2 separate regions of the Triticum aestivum genome follow, and region 1 is linked to region 2. The links are chromatin contacts, called in public Hi-C maps. All regions are on one chromosome and are shown on one strand. The core of a region is the stretch at or near the end of the contact, and the rest is flanking DNA. Distances in the headings are between cores, read along the strand shown.

Evidence for each region. A called contact is a pair of places that touch in the nucleus more often than the background predicts.
Region 1: a Hi-C map of leaf shows a contact between it and region 2, with 8 times the contacts expected there. The contact joins the promoter of LOC123078005 here to the enhancer-like site in region 2. A contact is called at or near these places in 4 of 5 Hi-C or Micro-C datasets (leaf and an unstated tissue).

What each region holds. Positions count from the first base shown.
Region 1 is chr3D:155,220,137-155,223,694 of IWGSC CS RefSeq v2.1, reverse strand. It overlaps LOC123078005 (AT-hook motif nuclear-localized protein 16), which reads right to left and starts at 1,752. Exons shown (of 1, transcript XM_044500389.1): 1 at 752-1,752. The coding sequence starts at 1,592. The coding sequence ends at 951. It overlaps LOC123078004 (factor of DNA methylation 1), which reads left to right. Exons shown (of 7, transcript XM_044500388.1): 7 at 1-245.
Region 2 is chr3D:154,551,001-154,554,979 of IWGSC CS RefSeq v2.1, reverse strand. No RefSeq gene overlaps it. Among protein-coding and RNA genes, the nearest start is that of LOC123078002, 93 kb to the right of the region's middle. Within about 2 kb of position 1,814, at least 4 of the 8 cell types and tissues checked have an H3K27ac peak or open chromatin away from gene starts, as enhancers often do.

The DNA.
Region 1 (3,558 bases), core at 503-3,002, 670 kb before region 2:
TTCCAGAACTGACATGATCAGTATACTCAACAATAGCCTTTGGGCTTTGGCTGCTAGCGTGCGTGTAGATTGTGCAGGTGTATATTACCTCTCAAATTGCTTGTCTTAGATTTGGCTGCTAGCTAGCGCTAGTATCTATCTAGACAAATTTAAGACAAGTAATTCGGGGCGGAGGGAGTATTATATATGTATCTTTATTTTTCTGTGCAATGTTGTGAGTTGTGGTACCCGATCTTGTTGCGACATCTTCAGCGATCTTGAGCATGTGTCAGTTTGATAGTTGGAGAGCCAAAACGTCTTCTTTTAGAGCTGTTTGGTGAAAGCTGCATTTTTGCTGATCGGAAGATGTTTAGGTGTGAGAGAAAGAGAAGGTACTGAAAACAAGTTACAAGGGAACTTTGCTGGGTAAGGTTACTGATGCAGGCACTTCTGATGCATTGACATTCCTCGCAAAAGTAGGAGAGCTTTAGAATCACATTGGATGTTGTCCTTTTACTCTCGATGAATTTTATAAATGCATAAACATTTGGATGAAGACAATGGTTGGGATATTCATGGCACTAGATAACAAAATGCTCTAGGATGTTTTGCAGCTACCATGCAAGATTGCACCTTATATGTTACTCCCTCTGTTCACAAATATAAGATGTTCTACCTTTTTTCTCAATCAAATGTACGTTCACTCATTTAGTCTGTATATATAATCCATGTTGAGATATCCAAAACATCTCATGTTTGTGGACGTAGGGAGTATTTTTAATACTGTATCTTCATGAAAAGTTTGTGTTTCTTTCGAGACATTGAAAAGTTTCTGTTGTCTCACAGCCAAAGAAGATAAAAGCAGAACATGGATTTTTTTTTTCAAAGCTTGGACCAAAACTCCACTTCGGCCTGCTTGCCAACGAACAATATGACGGCCCAATCTATATTCTCCACTCGGTGCATACGGTTCAGCTCTTCGCGCCCAGCTTCCGACGCAGCGGCGCCCATCCGCACTGTTGCTGCAGCGGCTGGCCGCCGCACCGCCACTGTCCGGCCACGCCGTGCACGTCGCTCCCGTCCGCCTTGGAGGATCCGTCCCCCTTCACCAGAGGCAACCGGTCGATCGCAGCCGCGACAAACGTGGCCACCATCACCACCACCGGACCGGCGGCCACGAGCCCTCCCTCCGCGACGGCGCCGCCCAGCACGCTGCCTCGCGGCCCGGCCAGGAACACCGCGACGCCCGCCGCTGACGCCGAGGGAGACGGGAAGAAGCACCCTGCCAGGCTCAGGATCTCCGTCGTGCCCCGGAGCACCAGCGCCGGCTCCCTGAGCACGACGTCCGCGACGTGCCCGGCGGCGCCCAGCACCAGCGCGCCGCAGCGCCCCCGCCGCGCGAACGCCGCGACGCACGACAGGACGTCGCGCCCGGCGGGCACCTCCAGGACGTGGGCGCGCATCGCGCTGGGGCACTCGTGCGCGATCACCACGGGCGCCTTGGGCGCGCGGTTCTTGGAGGAGGAGATCTGCGCCGCCGGCCTCGGCCTGCACGGCTGCCGGAGCCTGTCCGGAGCGGCCGTCGTCGCGGCGGCTGCGGTGGCCATGCCCATGGTAAAAAGATTATTTTTGTGTGTGCTTCTGCACGTCCTTTGTGGAGGTTAATTACAGGGGTTAGATGGCTTTTTAAGGGCGGGGTCGGTGTTGTTCGAAGTACGAGTATAAGCTGTTAAGCAGGGAAATACGCGTGATGAGTAGTTTAGTGGTAAAGTGTTCGAACATCCTAACAAGCTCCCAACTGTACTGTGTGTGTGTTTTGTAAAACATTTTCCGCGGCGCAGAGTAGGTATGGCGCGTCTGTTTGTTGTGCGAGGTGGTTCATGTTTTACACTTTTACTTCATGTTTGGTACAGTACTAAAATTGCTTTGTGGGATGAATCATTCTCAAGAATCAATGGTCCTGCCGGCACCAAAATTTTCAAGTCAGGCTCCACACCGCATGTGTCAGAAAAAACATCCATTTGTCGAAATGGGCATATGGAAGAGCATATCAAAGGAACCGGGATCGATTCGTCCACTTAACAGCAGGAACCTAACAGATCTGTTCAGAAATTGGGGAGCTCCTACCTGCCGCTCTCTGCGGCAGGTCGTCGCTCGCACGCACAGGCGGTTTACGATTGGGCCGGCCCGATTGAGAACTGTAGGTCCAAAATAAAGACCCGATCGAGAACTGTAGCCAAAAAATTAAAGCGCCGAGCTGGGATTGAACCGAGAATCTCGTCCTAGCGTCAATGCGCTACTACCAGCAGACATAGCAAGCTTTAATACTCACAACACAGCGCAAACCTTTAAGCACAAACTACCGAGCACAGATCCGATTTTTTTGAAATTTCAAACGCATTTTTCAAAACAAAAAACAACCCGGATGTTTTGTGAAACGCAACTACTTTTGAATACCGTGAACAATTTTATTAAAAACTGCCACATTTTCGAAAATCATGAACAATTTTTTGATACGGGGAAATTTTTGTAATTCCAGAACAAAATTTCAAAAGGTGAAAAAATTAAACTCCCGAACAAAAATTGAAAACATTTAGATTTTCAAAATTTCAAAAATATTTTTGAAACAGGAACATTATTTGAAAATCCTGAAAAAATGGAAACAGGAACCTTTTTAAAATATTATGAATAATTTTTGGAAATGGGTACCTTTTTTGAAAAGTTGTGATAATTTTGAACGCAAAACATTTTTGAGCACTTTATTGAAATTTGCGAACAATTCTTTATACTAGAACATTTTTTGAAACTCCAGGAAAAAATTGAACATGAACTTTTTTTAAATTAGTGAACAGTTTTTGAAAACGGCAACATTTTCGAAATTCTGAACATTTTTTGAAAAGTTGTGAAATTTAGAACCAAAACATTCCGAACAATTTTTGAAAAACACGAACAATTTGTGAAAATCTTGAACATTTTTTGTATTTAAGAACAATATTTGAAAACATGATAATTTTTAAAATTACTGAAGAAACACGAACAATTTTTTTAAATCCTGAAAAAAAATTGAATTTAAGGAAAATATTTGAAAACACTCATATTTTTAAAATTATTAAACATTTTGGAGAAACACAAACAATTTTAGAAAATTAAACATTTTTCATAAACTGCAATATTGTTTGAAAATTACGAACAATTTTTGAAAAAACGAACATTTTTTGAAACTGCCGAACAAATTTGAAAACATGAACGATTTTTTATAACACGAACATTTTTTTGACATTTGTGAATAATTTTTCAAAAAACACGACATATAAAAAAATTGGAATAGGAAAAAAAAGCTAATATTGAAAAAAAAAAGAAACAAAAACAACAAATAGGAGGGAAAAGCAAAAAAAAAGAAACTAGAAACAATAAAATCAAGAAAAAAACAGAAAATAAAAGCAGGTTCAGGAACCTTCCAGAAGGTTCTAAAACGAAAAAAAAACATCTGGAACCACTAGAAGGTTCCCAAAACCGGATCGCTGCAACTATTAACGGTCCGGCCCAAATCACGTCGCTCGCTCGGGAAACTTGTGCGAA
Region 2 (3,979 bases), core at 565-3,064:
CATCATGTAGTTCGGAAGATAACCTACAAAAAATTATGGACCTTTACTATGTTAAAAATACATTCATTCCGACAATTCCATAATTCTCAAAGCAATGCACATACTCTCACAGAGATACGTGCCTATATTTTAGGTGCCCATATTTTAGGCCCTTCCAGTCAGTTTTCAAACATGTTTGATATGCTAGAAGATGAGGGCAAGTTAAATGTCATAAATCGTAGCTAAGTAGCCAACGAGCACGCAATAAACAAATGGTGGACTATTTCCTCGTGATCATAGAAACAACATTTTTACTACTCTATCACCTATGCTTTGCCAGATTTACCTTAGTGAGAATGACACCGCTATTCACAAACAACATGTTATCGTGAATGTGATAGATTACCTGACACATTCCCGCCATCCATGGCGCATGCATGGAAGCGGGCCATGTCACCCTTTGCATGACCCAGTCCCTGAGTTTGAAAACTCTATGGTGGTTGACGATTCAGATGTACCAATTGTGTTTTTGTTTCATTAGAAACAATTCAGGATAGAAAGGTTCCAACCTCCGAGTAACGGGACCAAAACCCACAATGGTATCGAATGGTTAATGTAATCTATCTGTAGGAGACCACCTCCTCAATGCCCGTTGCGCTAGGTAGAGAGGCAGCACCCCATGGGCCAACCCAACAACCCTTTGCTAGGTAGCAAGGCAACACCATTCGACCGGTTCACAGTTGACCATTGACTTTTAGCACAAAATCTCATATTTGAATTATATTTGAAAATTTGAAAAAAAAATCATGGATTTCATGGATTTTAAGTAAGTTCCTGAATTTGAAAAAAATTCACGAACTTGGAAAAAAATCAAAAATCAAAAATAATATCCATGAACCTAAAAAGTCCATGAATTTGAAAGAACTTCCCGGATTGATAAAGTGTTCACAGATTTTCAAGAAGTTCATGATTTTTTTATAAATCATAGATTTGAAAAATGTTCATAAAATTAAAAATATTCACAGGTATAAAAGAAGTTCTTAGAAATTAAATTTTAAAACCGAAAAATAAAAACAAAAAAAAGTAAGAGAAATGAGCTGAAACCTTCCAAAAGCTCCCAAAACCTGTAATAGTACTAGCGTATATGGACCGGCCCATTACTAAGCTAGTGTGCGTGGGGTGTGTGCACCCCGTACACAAACGCATGTAACCGGCACTTGCGCGGGAGCTATATCTCGCATAAAGCGAGAGAGAAGAAGTGTTCGCCAAGGAGTCAGGAAGGCCCATTCCAACCCTACAACCCTTTGCTAGGTAGCAAGGCAGCACCAATTCGATCAGTTCACAGTTGACCATTGATTTTAGGAAAAAAAAATCTAATATTTGAATTATATTTGTAAATTTGAAAAAAAATCATGCATTTCACGGATTCGGGAATGTTCATGGATTTTAAGTAAGTTCATAAATTTGAATTTTTTTCACAAACTTGACAAAAATTCAAGAATTCAAAAATAATATCCATGAACCTAAAAAGTTCATGAATTTGAAAGAACTTCCTAGATTTATAAAGTGTTCACAGATTTTAAAGAAGTTCATGAATTTTAAAAAATCATGGATTTGAAAAATGTTCATAAAATTGAAAATATTTACAGGTCTAAAATAAGTTCCTAAATATTAAAATTTAAAACTGAAAATTAAAAGAAAGTAGGAGAAATGAGCTGAAACCTTCCAGAAGCTCCAAAAACTGGTAATAGTTCTACCGTATAGGGGCCGGCCCATTACTAAGCTAGCGTGTGTGGGATGTGTGGACCCGGTACACAAACGCCTGTAACCGGCACTTGCGCGGGAGCTATATCTCGCGTTAAGCGAGAGAGAAGATGTTTTCGCAGAAGCGTCGGGGAGGCCCATTAAGGCACATGCACATTAGCGCATAGGAAGAAAAATAGGGAGGGAAAAGGGGGGGGGGCTCCTATGTGACGCACAATACCTCATACAGCAGCTCGACGCACATGGTTGACGCACGACTGGCCCAGCCCACCAACCCGCTAGTTATTTTGTTTCCTTTCGCACGAGTACCAGGAATCGATCCCACGCCCGCACACTACAACTGCGAGCCATTAGCCACTACACCACACACCACCAACTACACATGAAGGTGCAGAAATTAAGAACAGACAACAGCGATGAGATTTGGAAAACATATTGTAATATTTCTCGAAAATTGCGAGCAGTTTTATGCTGCATTTTTTGTATTCCATTATTTGGGAAAGTGAAGATGATTTAAAAATGAAACACGAACAAAATTTACAAACCCCAAATAGATTCCTAAAACGCGAACAATTTTCAAAAATGTTTTGGCAAAACAAACAAATTATGAAAAACACGAATATTTTTTGAGATGCTGAACAGTTTCTAATTTATAAAAATGGAAAAGGGGAACATTTTTTAAATAAACACAAAAAAAGTTAAACAATGAAATTTTTTTAAATGCAAACAAAATTTGTATTGTACGCTTTTTTGCAAACGCGAGCAAAATTTTAAACATGGGAATATTTGTTCAAATTGCGAACAAAATGTTGAAATCATAAATATTTTTTAAAAAATAAACATTTTTCTGAAATGCTTAACAAATTTTGAAAACGAGAATATTTTCTGAAATTCCTGAACATTTTTTGAAACATGAACAAATTTCTGGAACTGTGATTTTTTTTAAAACAAGAACATTGTTTGAAATTGTGAACAACATTTATAAATGAGATCTTTTGAAATTGTGAAAATATTTTAAAAACCAAAATTGTTTTTGAAATTCCTGTATATTTTTTTAAGAAAGAACATTTTTTGATAATGTGAACAAATTTTTGAAGGAAGAACGTTTCTTAAAATTTCAAAAAAAGATTTTTTGAAAGCATGAACACTTCTTAAAATCACGAACATTTTTTTAACACCCAAAAATTTCTTGAAATGTTGTGAACATTTGGAACAAAAGCATTAGTGAATTTTTTTGAAAACAAGAACATTTTTAAAAGTTGCGAACATTTTTTAGTTTATGAACAATTTTTGAAAAACTACCATTTTCAAAATTTCGACCATTTTTTAAAGGCATGAACATTTTCCTAAATTTTAGAACAATTTTTTAACATGAACATAGTTTAAAAAAGATAAAATAAGATTGAAAAAAGAAAAAGAAAAAAGAAACAAAATACGCAAAAAAGAAAAGAAAGAAAAAGAAGAAAAAGTAACAGAAAAAAAAAGAAAACAGAAAACCCAGTAAAAGAAACAAAATACCGGTTGGCTAGTGGCGATTCTACGCGTAAAAACTGGGCCGGCCCATTACGTCCCTCGCCCGTGCGAAGCGCCGGAAGTTTGACGCAAAGGGCGTTAAATAGGATATTCCGAAAAATAGAGCTCCGAATCGATCCCTGGTGGGTTAGATAATGTCTGGTGATTCTAGCCATCGCGCGAACCTCATGTTTCTGTTTAGACAGGAGGCTCGATAAACTTGAGGTAAATCATCCAGATTTTTTTATTTTATCCTTTTTTACTTTTTTTTTGTTTTCTTCTCCGTTTTTATTTTTTGTTGTTACACGTGGTTTTCTGTTTTTTTCTTTGTTTTCTTCATGGTTTTTGTCCATTTTTCATTTCTTTCTCATTGCTTCTTATTTTTTCTTCGCCTTTTTGGCTTCTTTCTTGGTTTTCAATATATTTTTGTTTTCTACTCCATTTTCCTATGAATTGTTAACATTTTTCAAATGCTTTATCAACATTTTTCGAATCCAATTATAACATTTTTTTGAATGCATTGTCAAAAAAAAATTGTATACACGTTTAACATTTTCCTAATGCCTGATTAACATTTTTGAAATATTTTTTGAACACTTTTTAAAATTCCTGATTAATATTTTCATATACATGATCAAAAGATTTTTCATCATTTTTAATGCATGATTAACATTTTTCTATACACATTGAACATTTGTCAAATGCTTGATTAATATTTTTACAA